Regions from separate parts of the Mus musculus genome. Here region 1 is linked to region 2. Evidence: chromatin contacts called from public Micro-C data. All regions are on one chromosome and are shown on one strand. The core of a region is the stretch at or near the end of the contact, and the rest is flanking DNA. Distances in the headings are between cores, read along the strand shown. Region 1 overlaps Llgl2 (LLGL2 scribble cell polarity complex component). Region 2 holds the start of Cdr2l (cerebellar degeneration-related protein 2-like).

Region 1 (6,075 bases), core at 2,811-5,310, 450 kb after region 2:
GAGACCCTAGGATGAGGTTGGCCTAGGACCAGGTAACTCAGTCAAGCTGCCTAGCTGTCTCTGGCACACTTTACTGCATTTCTGGGGAGCCTGGTTTTAGATGGCAGAAGAGGGTTAAGTGAACATCTGGGAGATTTTGTGTTTAGGCTTCCCACGCTTTCGGGGGGCCCCTTCCCGGGCACTGCTCGAACATTCTGAGTAGCTGAAAGTGAGCAGATGAGTCTAGCATCAGAGGACTGGGACTTGGGCTCCCACCGTTTGGGGCTTGCAGACCTTTCAGGGGCCTCTGCAAAGTAGCCATGGGCATCAGAGTTGACACAGACAATAGCAGCTGCTATGGTGTCTTAGGGCCCTGCCCTGCCGCTCGCTCTAGCCGTGGGTGGTGCAGGGGTGGTCTCACATCCGCCACTCAGGAGACTAAAGCCACACCAGCACTGGCCTCACACAGGATGTTGGGCTGGGGCAGGGTGGGGGTGGGAGGGTGTCCGATAGATCAGTGACATGTTGTGGGAAGCCCAAGCACAGGGGACAGGTGAGGCGAGCTTGAATCCCACAGTTGTGCTCCTAGAGAGCAGGACTGTTGCTGGGCATGGCTCCAGCACCTCCTGTCCCTTAGGCTAACCCAGCAGTACCCAGTAGTGTCAGGACCTCCCAGCAGATCAGTTAACTGCCTGAGCTATTTAAGACCTTTCTTCTAGAGGACTGTCCTGCCCACAGCTCCTGGGCAGATGGGCCCGGCTTGGCTACACCTTGTTTGCATGGGGACAGATTAGCTCAGGAACCCCATCAGAGCTGTTTAACCTGGAGATCTCCACGTCCTCCTACCCAGGCATGGTCAGATCTGCCACGTGAGACAGGGGTCACCCCTGTGCAGTTGCTCTCTCCCCACAGTTCACTGTTCCCTGTTAGGAAAGGCCAGGGTAGAGGGTGGGGGTGGGGCAGAAAATAAGAGAGAGAGAAAGGAGGAGTCTTTCTTTAAGTCTTTTTTTTTTTCCAGGAAGGTGTCAAGGGGTGGACCAGACTTATATGGGCCCAGGAATGTTCTCCTGACAGGGGAATTTTGGGGGCTGATAGTGGTAAGAAAAGGAAATGACCAAATCATTGCCCAGAGGTGGCTCTCAGGCTGGTTCCACACACAAAGCATAGATCTGTGTGGAAAATGGTCAGCTGAGCTCCAATGAGCTGCCCTGAGTCCTGACTATCTGCCCTTGAGGGATCTGAACCGGGAGATGGCTCACGGGCTGGGCTGGTTTTGGACAGAGAGGGTGCCCAGCCAGGTTGGAGACTGAGACCAGGCCATCTTTAGAAGCTGGGGTGGAGAAGCCCAGTCTCAAGTAGCCACGTGGTGATTCAAATGACTCCTTCTTGGTGTCTGGTGTAGGGGTCTGAGGGCTCCTCGGGCCAAGGGAGCTCCTGACCTCCCCTCTTTGCTGGTTCTTAGTTCCTGGTTCTAACCAGCGGACTACTAAGCACTCCCAACTTTTGCACCTGTATCGGGTGGCGTCCAGTTAACTGAGGTCAGCACGGCTAGATAGGAATCCTGCATCCAAAGACTAATCCCACCACCAAGGTTGAGGCAGCCCTCCCCTGTCCATCACACTTGGGGGCCCTGTCTCTTCCCCTTTGGTCCTATGTACCGTGCAGATAAACCAGACGCCGATGCCATAACCTTTCCGAGGTGATTTCCAGTGTATTCTACCTGGCTTCCAAACCCTGTACACTGCTTTCTCACTAAATAGACTTCTGTTCACAGCCAGCTTTCTGTTGCAGGTCTGAGCCCCTTCACGGGGTGGGGGTGGGGGGGTCCTTGTCACTGGTCATTTAAGGCTGCTTCTTATTCTCCTGATAGCTAAGGCTAGAGAAGGAAGTGTTGGCCCACCCGTGTGGTTCTAAGGAACTTTCATTTTATACATCTTTAGGTGTATGTGCATGTTCATGCCTGTGAGTGGGTACACATGTGTGTGCACGTGTTTGTGGTAGGGCGGACAGGTCTCCTTCAGGTGTCATTCCTCAGGTACTGGCCACCTTGGGTTTTCTGAGACAGGATCTCTCACTGACCTGGAACTCACCTTGCACAGTGAGCCACAGGGGTCCGCCTCCCGGAACTCGCTGTGAGTAGTGAGCCACAGGGGTCCTCCTCTCTCAGCCTCTGCCCGGAGGTTACAGGCACACACCCCCACCCCAGCTCTTTGACCTGGGCTTTGAAGGTCAAGCTCGGGTCCTCATGCTTTTGCAAGATAACTTTTCTGGCTGAGCCAACCCCTAGCCTAAAATGTGATCACTTTACGACCAGGACGGGCTCAAGGGATGAGGAAGGCTTTTTTGAGTCCTGTCGCTAGAGGGTCAGAAAGATTCTTCAGACAGCAGTGGCAGCCAGAGGAGCCAGGAAAGGGCCAAACGAGAGGAGGGGCTGTGTGTGGTGAGACCCGACGGAGCGGCCTTCCCTGCGGCCCTGCCTCTGGCCGGCTGGCTTTTTCATCTTTCCGGTGTGTGTCTGTGCTGCGAGGTGCTATGCGAGTCACTCCATGATCTCAGCCTGGACTTGCCCCAGTGCTCCTGGAATGTGCTCCTTATCCTGGCCCACGGCACCATGCTCTTCCACCCGCCTGACCCTTAGCCCTGCCCTAAACCTTATGTGGCCGGTAATACCTGTCACCGAGGTCCTGAGTAGGGGATACGAGGAGAAAGTAGCAGGGAGGGGACAGTTGTAGACTGGGGCGAGGGAGCATTTGAGCGGTGGGGTTATGTGGCGGTATCCTAGGCAAAGTGTCCCGGGTAGAGTGCTGTGAACACATAGGGCCAAGAGGCTGACCAGTAACTCTCAGCGAGGCTTCCCCACCCCCACCCCACCCCCAGCGCCCTTGACCTCAGCATCTTGTATACTTTCTCCTTCCCCACTCTACTCTCCCTCCTGCCAGAGGGCATCTCTCATGGCCTGTCTGCCTCAGGAGTCGGCACACTGGGGGGCTGTAGGTTTGCCCCCTTAGTCTTTTAACCTCCCCATTTCCCAGGCATAGGCTAGGCAGGATCATCCCCTATCAGACTTCACAGCCCTAGCCTGACTTCCAGGCTCCTCTGAGAGCTTGCTTATCTGGGGTAGAAGGCCTGGGGTGGGGGAGGGGGCTTTCTGAACTGAGCCAGGCCCGCACCTGTCCTCCTCCTCCTCTAAGAAGGGGTGGGGTATTTTCATGCCTTGCCTTGGGGCAGTTACACTGGCCCCAAGCCTGTTCTACCTCCACCTTGGTCCCAGCTCCTAGGTCGCTCTTCTGTCTCCCTGGCCAATGGGGTCCCCAGCAGTAGGTCCCCCACAAGGTCACTGAGCCCTGCAGGTTAGTTCTTAAGAACACTCTGAAAGCAGTGACCAGGCACCTGGTCCCAAACTGCTTGGTTAGCTTTGAGCTCCATGGCCTGTGGGAGTATGTGCGCGTGGCCCTACCTTTTGACTGCAGCCATATAATTAGCTCTCCTGTAATAGCCATTCCTCATGGACGCCTTTATAAGCCCCTCAATTCTGGAGTTAGTCATACATGGGGGTCAGCTCTGAGTTCTGCCGCTTCCTATGCAGTGGTGACCGTGGGTAAGTTGCTTAGTCTGTGGCCTGGTTTCCTCTGTCAGGTAGGTGTGTTCTGCCTGGCCTCTCAGGTGGCCTCCGCCTGAGCTGATGTGTAGTGTTTACCCTGAGCACACAAACAACAGAGGTGGTCAGAACCTGGTCCCCACATTTTCCTGAGGTTCTCTGGAGGACGATTCACCCTCAGTGATTTGATGTTTCTACAGTGAGCCTAGACAACTTGAACCAAAACATTTAAAACGTATCAACAGGTACATTCAGGGGGTCTGGAACAGTGCTGGTCACAGCAAGTGCTCCGACGGCCACTTGGGTAGGTAGCCTGCACCGAGTGTTCTGCCCTCCTGACCAAGTGGGGCATGTCCCCTCTTTCCTGCCACTCACCACTTTGCCGTGTCACTTTGAGCTCCTGTGGGGTCCTTAGTACAGATGGTCCTGGTCCCTTCTTGTCCCTTCCCTAGAGTCCGCTGGTCTCTTTCCTTTCCCAGGGAGTCATTCCCAGCTTCCTGTGCCTTCTGACCTAGTGACCTCGGCTGGGGAGGGGAGCGCCTGCACCCCAGGAGCCGTAGCTGCTGATTTACGAGCTTGCACCACCCTCCCCCACGGCTGGAATGTTCAGCTAGCCAGCTCAGCTGTCTTCAGAGGCAGAGATGGCCGAAGTCTGGGGCCTGTTTTCACTCCAGTCCCAGGAGCCCCCAGTACTTGATGCCCCATGCTTGTTCTCTGGCTTGTTATGGGACCTCAGGTGGGTACCCAGACTTTCCCACCAATCCCCACGCCCCACCCCACCCATCCCCACGAGTGGGAGGCTCTGCAGTGGTCTTGCTTCCCTAAAAATGTGAAATCCCTAGTCTCTCTCCCCTCCCCCACTGCAAATCATGACCTTTTGATTGTCCCCAAAGGGTGACAGTTCCCCAGGGACTGGTCCCTGGTGTTTGGTTTGGAAGTGGCTTGTCCTGCTGATCTTTGCATTTGCAGGGGATGTGGCTCTATCCGCAGCCAGCAACTGGGGAGCCCCAGTCTTAAATCCAGAGTCTTTTCATAAGCAAAGTCTTGGCCCTTTAATTGATTGATTACAGAGCTGAGGATGAAGGGCCTTGTACACTGCCACCAAGTGCTCTGCCTCTGAACTGTACCCACCCCTGCCCCCAACCTTCAGGCTATCTTTCCAGCCTCGGTTTAGATAAGAAGCACCCCCCCTTCCCCAGTGGAGGCTGGGTGTCCCGTCCCTGCTCCAGCTTAAGTACTTAGCACACTTTGTCGGCCTGTCTACCTGACCCTACATGCAGCGTTCAGCGAGCTGGCGGCTATGTTTGCTTTCTCTTTCCGTCTAGAGTGGAATGAAGGAAGCCATTTCTGTAATGGCCTGAGTGAGCCCCTGTGTTCCTAGGAACATGCCCAGTGCCAAAGATGGTCAGCAGGAGACTGCTACTGGGCGCTGAAAGTCAAACCACCCACTCACAGCCCCTCCCCCAAGGAGAGTACAGAAATAGTTTCCCCCCTTGGGCTGGGAATGCTTTCTATGGTCGATGAGTGGCTTGGGGGTCTTGAGCTGTTTTCTTTATTCGGTACAGATAGAATGTCTTCTCTTGATTTGGGCTCCGCTGTGGCCCTTAAGAAAGGCCTCCTTAGGGAGTGGCAGGAAATAGGGTCTCACTTTGTACCCTTCATGGCTTTAAACCCTTGATGCTCTGTTTCCCCAGTGACCTAGGTTACACGTGTGCCACCATGCACATCTGAAAAGGAACATTTCTAGATGCCCAGTCAGAGCTCAGGGAGCTAGCTGGGAATTAGCAGCAAGGCAGATCTAGGATTAACCTAGAGAGCCCACAGCCTCATAGGACCAGACCTGGTCCCCAGCACCACGGGGCTTGGCTATGTGAGTCTTTGATGGGCTCCTTGCCCATCTTACCCCGACCTGGGTATTCCTGCTAAAACTGCCCCAGGTCCTTCCCCTGCATGTCCAGTTGAGGCACCGATCAAGAAATTCCACAGGACAGCCCCGCTTCTGCCAACCCACTGCACGGAGGGAGGCTGTGAAGTTTCTCTTTCTGGATTTTTATGTTTTTTTTTTTCTTTCAGAAAACAGGTTAACAATTAAGCTAATTAACCACAGGGCCTGCTGGCTCTCTTTGTTCCTATAAAGCTGGGGTAAATGGCTTCCTCCCCCAGTTTCTCCTGTTCCCATTATGGTAACTGGTGGCATTAGAGCATCAACCACGGGGAGAGACAGGCCCAGACCTCCAGGAACCAAGGCCTCACTGTCTCCCTGTCCTGGGCCCTTGCAGTGGAAGGAGCTCAGGAAAGTGAGGGTGAAGCTGGGCTTAAGAAGAGAGGCTGGTGGGGAGGTTCCCGGCCTGGCAGGGGAGGTTCTGGGCCTGGGCCTCAGCAGCTGGGGCCTGGGTGATCCTGGGTCTTAGGAGGGCCTGGGCCTGGGTGATACTGGCTCTGGGAAGCTGTGAACCTGGGTGACCCTGGGCTTGGACAGCTGTAGGCCTGGGTGATCC
Region 2 (6,471 bases), core at 1,282-3,781:
ACACACATACATACATACACACACAAACATGTACACAAATGCATATACCCACAAGAACATATATACACACATTTATACACACATGCATGCATATACACATATGCACACACATATGCCCATATACACACACATACACACACATGCATGCATGCATACGTACGTACACACACATGTATACACTCACACACCCACACACATGCATACACATATACACATACATACGCACGCAAACATACACACATGCATATACACACATGCACACACATACATATGTACACACATGTATACACACATGCACACACATACATTCATACAGTATGCTCCATCTCTCAAAAGTGTCTATACTCCCAACAACACCACACTAAGAGTGAAGCATTTAACACATGAGCCTTGGGAGACAGTTAAGGTCCCAAGTATGGTAATGGGGGTACCTCAGTGTGGATTTAATTTGCATTTCCTGAGGATTAAATAAAACTTTGTACCTTAGTCACATTAACTGTTAACTGGGCCATTTGGATTTTTTTCCTCAAATTTGTCCAGTCAAGTCTTTTACCCATTTTCTCCTGGCCATATGCCTTTTTCCTTTGGATTTTCAGGTTTTGCCATATTCTGGCTAGATGTCCTTTTCTGGTTATATCACAACATATATTGAGTGCCTCAAGAATGTTCACACATGCTGGGCAGTGGTGGTGCAAGCCTTTAATCCCAGCACTCGGGAGGCAGAGGCAGGTGGATTTCTGAGTTCGAGGCCAGCCTGGTCTGCAGAGTGAGTTCCAGGACAGCCAGGGCTATATAGAGAAACCCTGTCTCGAAAAACCAAAAAAAAAAAAAGAATGTTCACACATGATGGGTCTCAACAAAAACAAATTACATGAATGCTGGAGGATTAGGAAAACTCCTTTAAGGAAAAAAAAATTCTTGGATGGATTAAAGCATGGCTTTTATGGGTGTAACTGGATATCGGATTTGGGTCTTAAGCAGTAAGAAACAGACCTTAAAGTGAAAAGGGCAGAATACAAGTAACACGTGCCCAAAGTTCATTCCTTCCAGCCTGTTTCCAGACATACAGGTTTTTAAACACTCCAGTTCTTTTTTTAAATGAGTTCTATTTCTATATTTATTTATTCTATATTTATGTGTATGAGTGTCTGCCTGCCTGAATGTATCTATACCATATGCATGCTTCGTACCCAAGGAGGTCTGAAGAGGAGAACTGATCCCCCGGAAGGAGTTCCAGGTGTTTCTGAACCACCATATTGATCTGAGGAATGAATCCTCAGATCTTCTACACGAGCAGTTGAGCCATCTCCAGCCCACGGCCTAGGTTCTTTTTTTTTTTTAAGAATTGTTTATTATTTGTAAGTACACTGTAGCTGTCTTCAGACACACCAGGAGAGGGCATCAGATCCCATTACAGATGGTTGTGAGCCATCATGTGGTTGCTGAGAATTAAACTCAGGACCTCTGGAAGAGGAGACAGCCCTCTTAACCACTGAGCCATCTCTCTAGCCTAAGACTCAGATTCTTAAAGGTAGGTGTGTGTGTGTGTTCACTCATGTGTGTTCATGTGTGTGTAGAGGGTACAGGACAACCTCCAAGTGTTACTGAACAAGGAGCTGTGCACCTTGCTTTTTTTGAAACACGGCCTATCACTGGCCAATTAGGCTAGGTTTACTGGCTACCATCGATCCATCTCTCCTGGCTCCCCAGCTCCCAGAGCTGGGATTTCAAGAACAAGCCACGCACTCTGCTTTTTTTTTTTTTTTAAACAAAACCAAACCTGGTAAGCACTTTTAATGTGCTGAGCCACCTCCTCAACCCCCTTAAAGTAATGTTTAGCTTTGCTTAGTTTAGTTTACAGAAAAACTTCCACACTGTAGCTTAGTCGGGCCTGGAACAAGCTGTGTTAAAAGTCTGGCCTAAGAACTCAAGATAATCCTATTGCTTCAGCCTCCTAACTCCCGTTAGTAGAGGAGGGAACCACTGTGTGTTTTCTATGTGTGAGACTTTATGTAATTACAAGTACCCAGAGGCCAGAGGTGTCAGAATTTCCCTGAAGCTGGCGTTACAGGCTGTTGGGAGCTTCCTGACGTAAGTGCCGGGAACCGAACTCAAATCCTCAGCAAGAACTCTTGACCTCGAGTGTTCCAGCAGCCAAACCCCCATTCAAGGTTCTTAAAGATGTTTCTAATTTAATACCATTTTTTAAAAAGTTCTTCGGATATATCAGTGGGTCAGCACGTTCTCCGCAGGTGAGGACCACTGTGGACATCAGACAGACCCTTGCTCCCAGGAGAGCCAGAAGGACAGATAACAAGCAAACAAAATAATTCCAGATGGACGTAAATAAAAGTCGGACGTGGAGGAAAAGCAGGACAGAGGGTTGATCCAGCAATTCCCGGACCAGGACACCAGGAAGGTCCTTGCCTTCGGTCCCGCCCCTTATTTGCATACGTCTTTTGATTGGTCTCCGGCGGCAGGTCCCACCCCGCAAAGCTGGCGGCCTGGGAAGCTGAAAGCGGGCCGGGCGGAGATGCAGCGGCGGCTCCGGGTGTCGCGGCGCGGGCCGGGCGGTGTGCGGGCCGGAGGCGGGCAAGGGGTACCCGCCGCTGCATCCGCACTCTGCTGACGCCCTAGCCCTGCAGGTGGTCCCGGGTGGTCCCAGCTGTCGTCCCACTTTGCAGTCCCCACCCCTCCGCCCTTTGTGCCGCCGCCACCCGGCGTCCCCAGTTCGGCGGGACCCGGGGAGCGCGGGAGCCAGAGGCCCCGCTGGGCGCACGGGGCCGGCAGCGGATGGCGATCACGGGCGGAGGGCGCAGGGGCGCTGCAGCCCGAGCTCCCGACGTTGGAAGCCCGGGCCGCCTCCGCCGCATTGTCCCGGGCTGCGAGCCCAGGCCCTGAGCTGCCGCAGCGCCCGCCCACCGCCACCCGCGGGGCCATGCGGAGAGCCGCGGGGATGGAGGACTACTCCGCAGAGGAGGAGGAGTCCTGGTACGACCATCAGGACCTGGAGCAGGGTGAGCGCGTTGGGGAGGGAAACAGCGTGTGCCCCAAGACCCCTGACCACTACTCCATTGTTGGGCGGTATCCCCAAGAAAAGGGCTAGGCTGGACCTGGTGAGCCCAACGGAGCATGATGCGTCTTGAGAATGGGGACGTGGACCGAGAAGGGCGCTGCCCTGGAATATTCTGACGCTGGAGAGAGACTTGCAAAAGTGTCCAGTTGACAGGGCATCCATCGCCCTTCTCATTTTAGTAGCAGCACCTACTCGCGTGCCCCGGTAGGGTATTGTTAGGGGGCCCGATTGCTAGGTAGAATGGAAGTCTTGGGGCCCACAGAGGATTCTTGTTACTTTTGCTAAGAATGCACTGTATATTGAGATAGGTCATCTCTCCAGATCAACAGCACCTGTCCGGGCTAGAATTTCTGAGCTCTAAGACTTCCAGAAAGTTTCCCCAACTCGCTTCCCTCTGCCCAGAAAGGGGGTGGTGCATGCTCACGCCTGCGAAGAAGCTGAAAGTCTCCAATCTGCCTTCCCAAGAGAGGCGTTCCCTGGTCCTTCCCTGCATGGGGCTTCCACCCAAGTGGCTCAGGATGTGAAGGGGTCCTTTAGCAATTTCAGACTTTGCCAAATGAGATCCCTGGGGAAAGAGGGAGCCACTTCCGTGGCACTCATCTAGAAAATGACTAGAGGGGAGTTAGAAGCTGGTGATGAGGTGGCTAAAATGACATCACTGAGAGGTGGAGCCGACCTGACAAGAAGGCCCGAGAGGGTCAGGGTCAAGGCCAAGGCCTGCCGAAGTAGTCAGACCCCAACCTCCTCTCTGCTGGTTCTTACTGAAACCCTGAGGGTGAGGGTCACCTGCATGCTCTGAGGTATTAAAACACAAGCCTGGCACAGTGTGTGTGTGCCACAAAGGCCGGTCTCCATCCTTAGGGCCCAGAGCCCTGGTTTTGCCAAGATGGGAAACATGCACTTGGATCCTGGAGCCTTTGTCTCCTGACCCACTTCCCCATGCAGCTGAGCTTCACCTGCAGATGAGGGGCTGTCCCTGTGCTTGTCAGTGAATCAGAACCTTGGGAGAGCTCCGCAGGGTAGAGAGTGTTGGGTTAGGCATTGCTATGCCATGAGCTTCTGTGACACCTCTTCTCTGTCCTGGCCACTACCCCTAAAACTTTACTCTCTAAACACCTACTGGCCCCATGTGAGCTCCAGACATCAGCCTGGGACCTGGGCACAGTCACAGCCTGACCCTCTGGGCACACAAGGGCTGATGGGGTAGGCCCACTTGTATGCTGCTCTAAGTGTAAGTGATTATGGGATGGCTTCCTGGGAGAGGCTAGCGCAGAAGGAAAGATGAAAAGCCGATTTCTGGCGAAGATAGCCTCTAGGGGAGGCAGATGCTAATACCATGGCGGTCGTCTCATTTAGTTCCCGCACCCCTAATGAAGGCTTGGCACCATGCCCAGCCCAGATGTGGGAGGAAGAAGAAGCCTTGCAGTAGGGGTGGGAGATGTGTGGCTTCTGCCAAGGGACAGGAACTGCCATTCCAGCAGGATTGATAAGCCCCAAACACTCCCTGCTTCTTGGGTCCTGCTGATCAGGCCTGCAGCTCTGGTCGTAGACAGAGCTCAGGAACCAGGATGATACCCAGTAATGAAACACGTTATAAAGACAGAGGCCCTTCCTTCTAGATGCTGTGCCAGCATCTAGGGATGGAATCACCATCCTCCTGATCCTGAATTCCAGCGGAGGAGACGGAAGTGGGAAGTTAAAGTAACCACTGTGGGACAGCATAGTCCCCTCAGCAAAGAGCTCTGAAGGAGGGCACGCTGGGAGAAGGGATGTTTGTAACCAAGGCCTGGGGCCAAATGAAGGACAGGAAGTAGGGGACAAAGGAAGCCTAGCCACGTAGCTCCGCATGCCAGGCCAGGAGAACTGGGCAATGGGGTGGAGCGTCTGCCAAAAGACAGTCATGTCAGAGGGCCCGTTTGTGTTCCACTTTGTACCCAGTCCCCAAATTCTGTCCTTCCCATCCGCCCAGACCCACAGAGGGATTTCTGACCCCACACATTGGAGTATCCTTCCTGCCCGCTTGCCCTTACCCTGGGCCAAGCCCCAACTTCACTCCCCAAAGAAATTGTCCCCAGAGATTGTGTTTGGCTTTAGTGTGGCTCTGTCCCAGAGGCAGGAGGCGGGGGTCTTAGATTTGCTAGATTCCTTCCACCCACTAACTTGAGCACCTATAAAAATAGTAAGAAGTCATGAATTAATTATAAGCGCTGGCTCTTTCTTCGCCCTCCCCCTCCCCCACCTGTGACCACCTCTGTCCAGGCTGAGGGATGGCTGCTGAGTCACAGATTTTGAGAGCTGACCTCCCTTCCTGCCTAGCCTGACCTTGATTCCTCCCCACCCTTGGGGATGCTGACTGGTAAGGAAAGGGATGCCCTTCCTCCACCCGGCTCCTCCGCCCTGCTCATCCACCAAAGGCCTTTCTGAGTTCTGACTCTTGTGCTCTGTGGGGCAGGGCTCCCAGATCCACCAGCTCACGTCTTCCACCTCAATCCAACTTGGCCTGATCCTTGGCCCTCTCCTGCCTCTCTGTCAGGAGTCCGTCCTGCTTTACTATGATGCCCAGCCAAATGGGTGATTTGGGGATGTGGGGGGCTTCTTTGTTTTCTCTGGGGCATTGCCTTATAATACCCACTAAAGTCCCACGAAGGAAGCCCCCAGAGAGCCCCTAGGGCCAGGGGGTGTGGCAGCGCAGACTCAGTACCTTCCCTGGCTTGGTTCAGAGCTGCTGGTTAATCGGACCGTAACAGGCTTGTAGTTGTTGCTCTGTGCCTGAGTCCTGCTCAGCAAGCTTCCACGTTTCCCAGCATCCAAGCCACCAGCTCCCGAGTCCCGACCTGCCACTATCCTTCCGCAAGCTCCCTCCCCTAGAACTTAGTTTTCTCAGTCCTCTGCTCTACAGCGTCTAGATTCCACCCATCCTCCCTCCAGGCCGCTCTGACCAGCTTAGCTTGCAATACGATCCAGTTTCCCTGACATTCTCCCTCCTCCACCCCAAGCAGCGTCCGTCCGTTCTGTCTTCTTTCTGTCTTCTTTCCTCTGTCGTCCTTGGATCACTAGGTGGCCAAGTCACATTCGCTGTTTTTGCTAGGTAGTCTTCTATGTCTTTCTGTTCGTAGTGTAGTGAACCCACACACTGGAATCCCCACCTATGAGCAGTAGGAACTCACACGTCTCAGCTCACCTGGAAGGAAGAGCCCTGTGCTGAAATTGTCCTTGGCTTTTCCTCTTTCTTCTGGTTTTGAATTCTGGCTGGGCTGCAGGGTCTTGTCACAGGCCACCTAGGTATAATGGTGTATGCTTACCTCCTAGACCACCGAACAGTTCTGAGTGTTGTGTTTTATAAAAAGATAGGGAAGCCACGGGTATGTTTGGTGAAGGCGCGGTATGATGTCAGG

Evidence for each region. A called contact is a pair of places that touch in the nucleus more often than the background predicts.
Region 1: a contact with region 2 is called in a Micro-C map of embryonic stem cells, with 1.6 times the contacts expected there. The contact joins the enhancer-like site here to the promoter of Cdr2l in region 2. A contact is called at or near these places in 1 of 484 Hi-C or Micro-C datasets (embryonic stem cells), 2 of 115 datasets of contacts at active chromatin or transcription factors (embryonic stem cells and pancreatic cancer cells) and 1 of 9 other capture datasets (liver).

What each region holds. Positions count from the first base shown.
Region 1 is chr11:115,828,606-115,834,680 of GRCm38.p6, forward strand. The region is part of intron 1 of Llgl2 (LLGL2 scribble cell polarity complex component); the gene reads left to right. Among named protein-coding and RNA genes, the nearest start is that of Llgl2, 7.6 kb to the left of the region's middle. Within about 2 kb of position 4,061, at least 73 of the 459 cell types and tissues checked have an H3K27ac peak or open chromatin away from gene starts, as enhancers often do. A contact at or near this core is called in embryonic stem cells and liver, where this site is marked.
Region 2 is chr11:115,379,385-115,385,855 of GRCm38.p6, forward strand. It overlaps Cdr2l (cerebellar degeneration-related protein 2-like), which reads left to right and starts at 2,532. Exons shown (of 5, transcript NM_001080929.1): 1 at 2,532-3,017. The coding sequence starts at 2,939.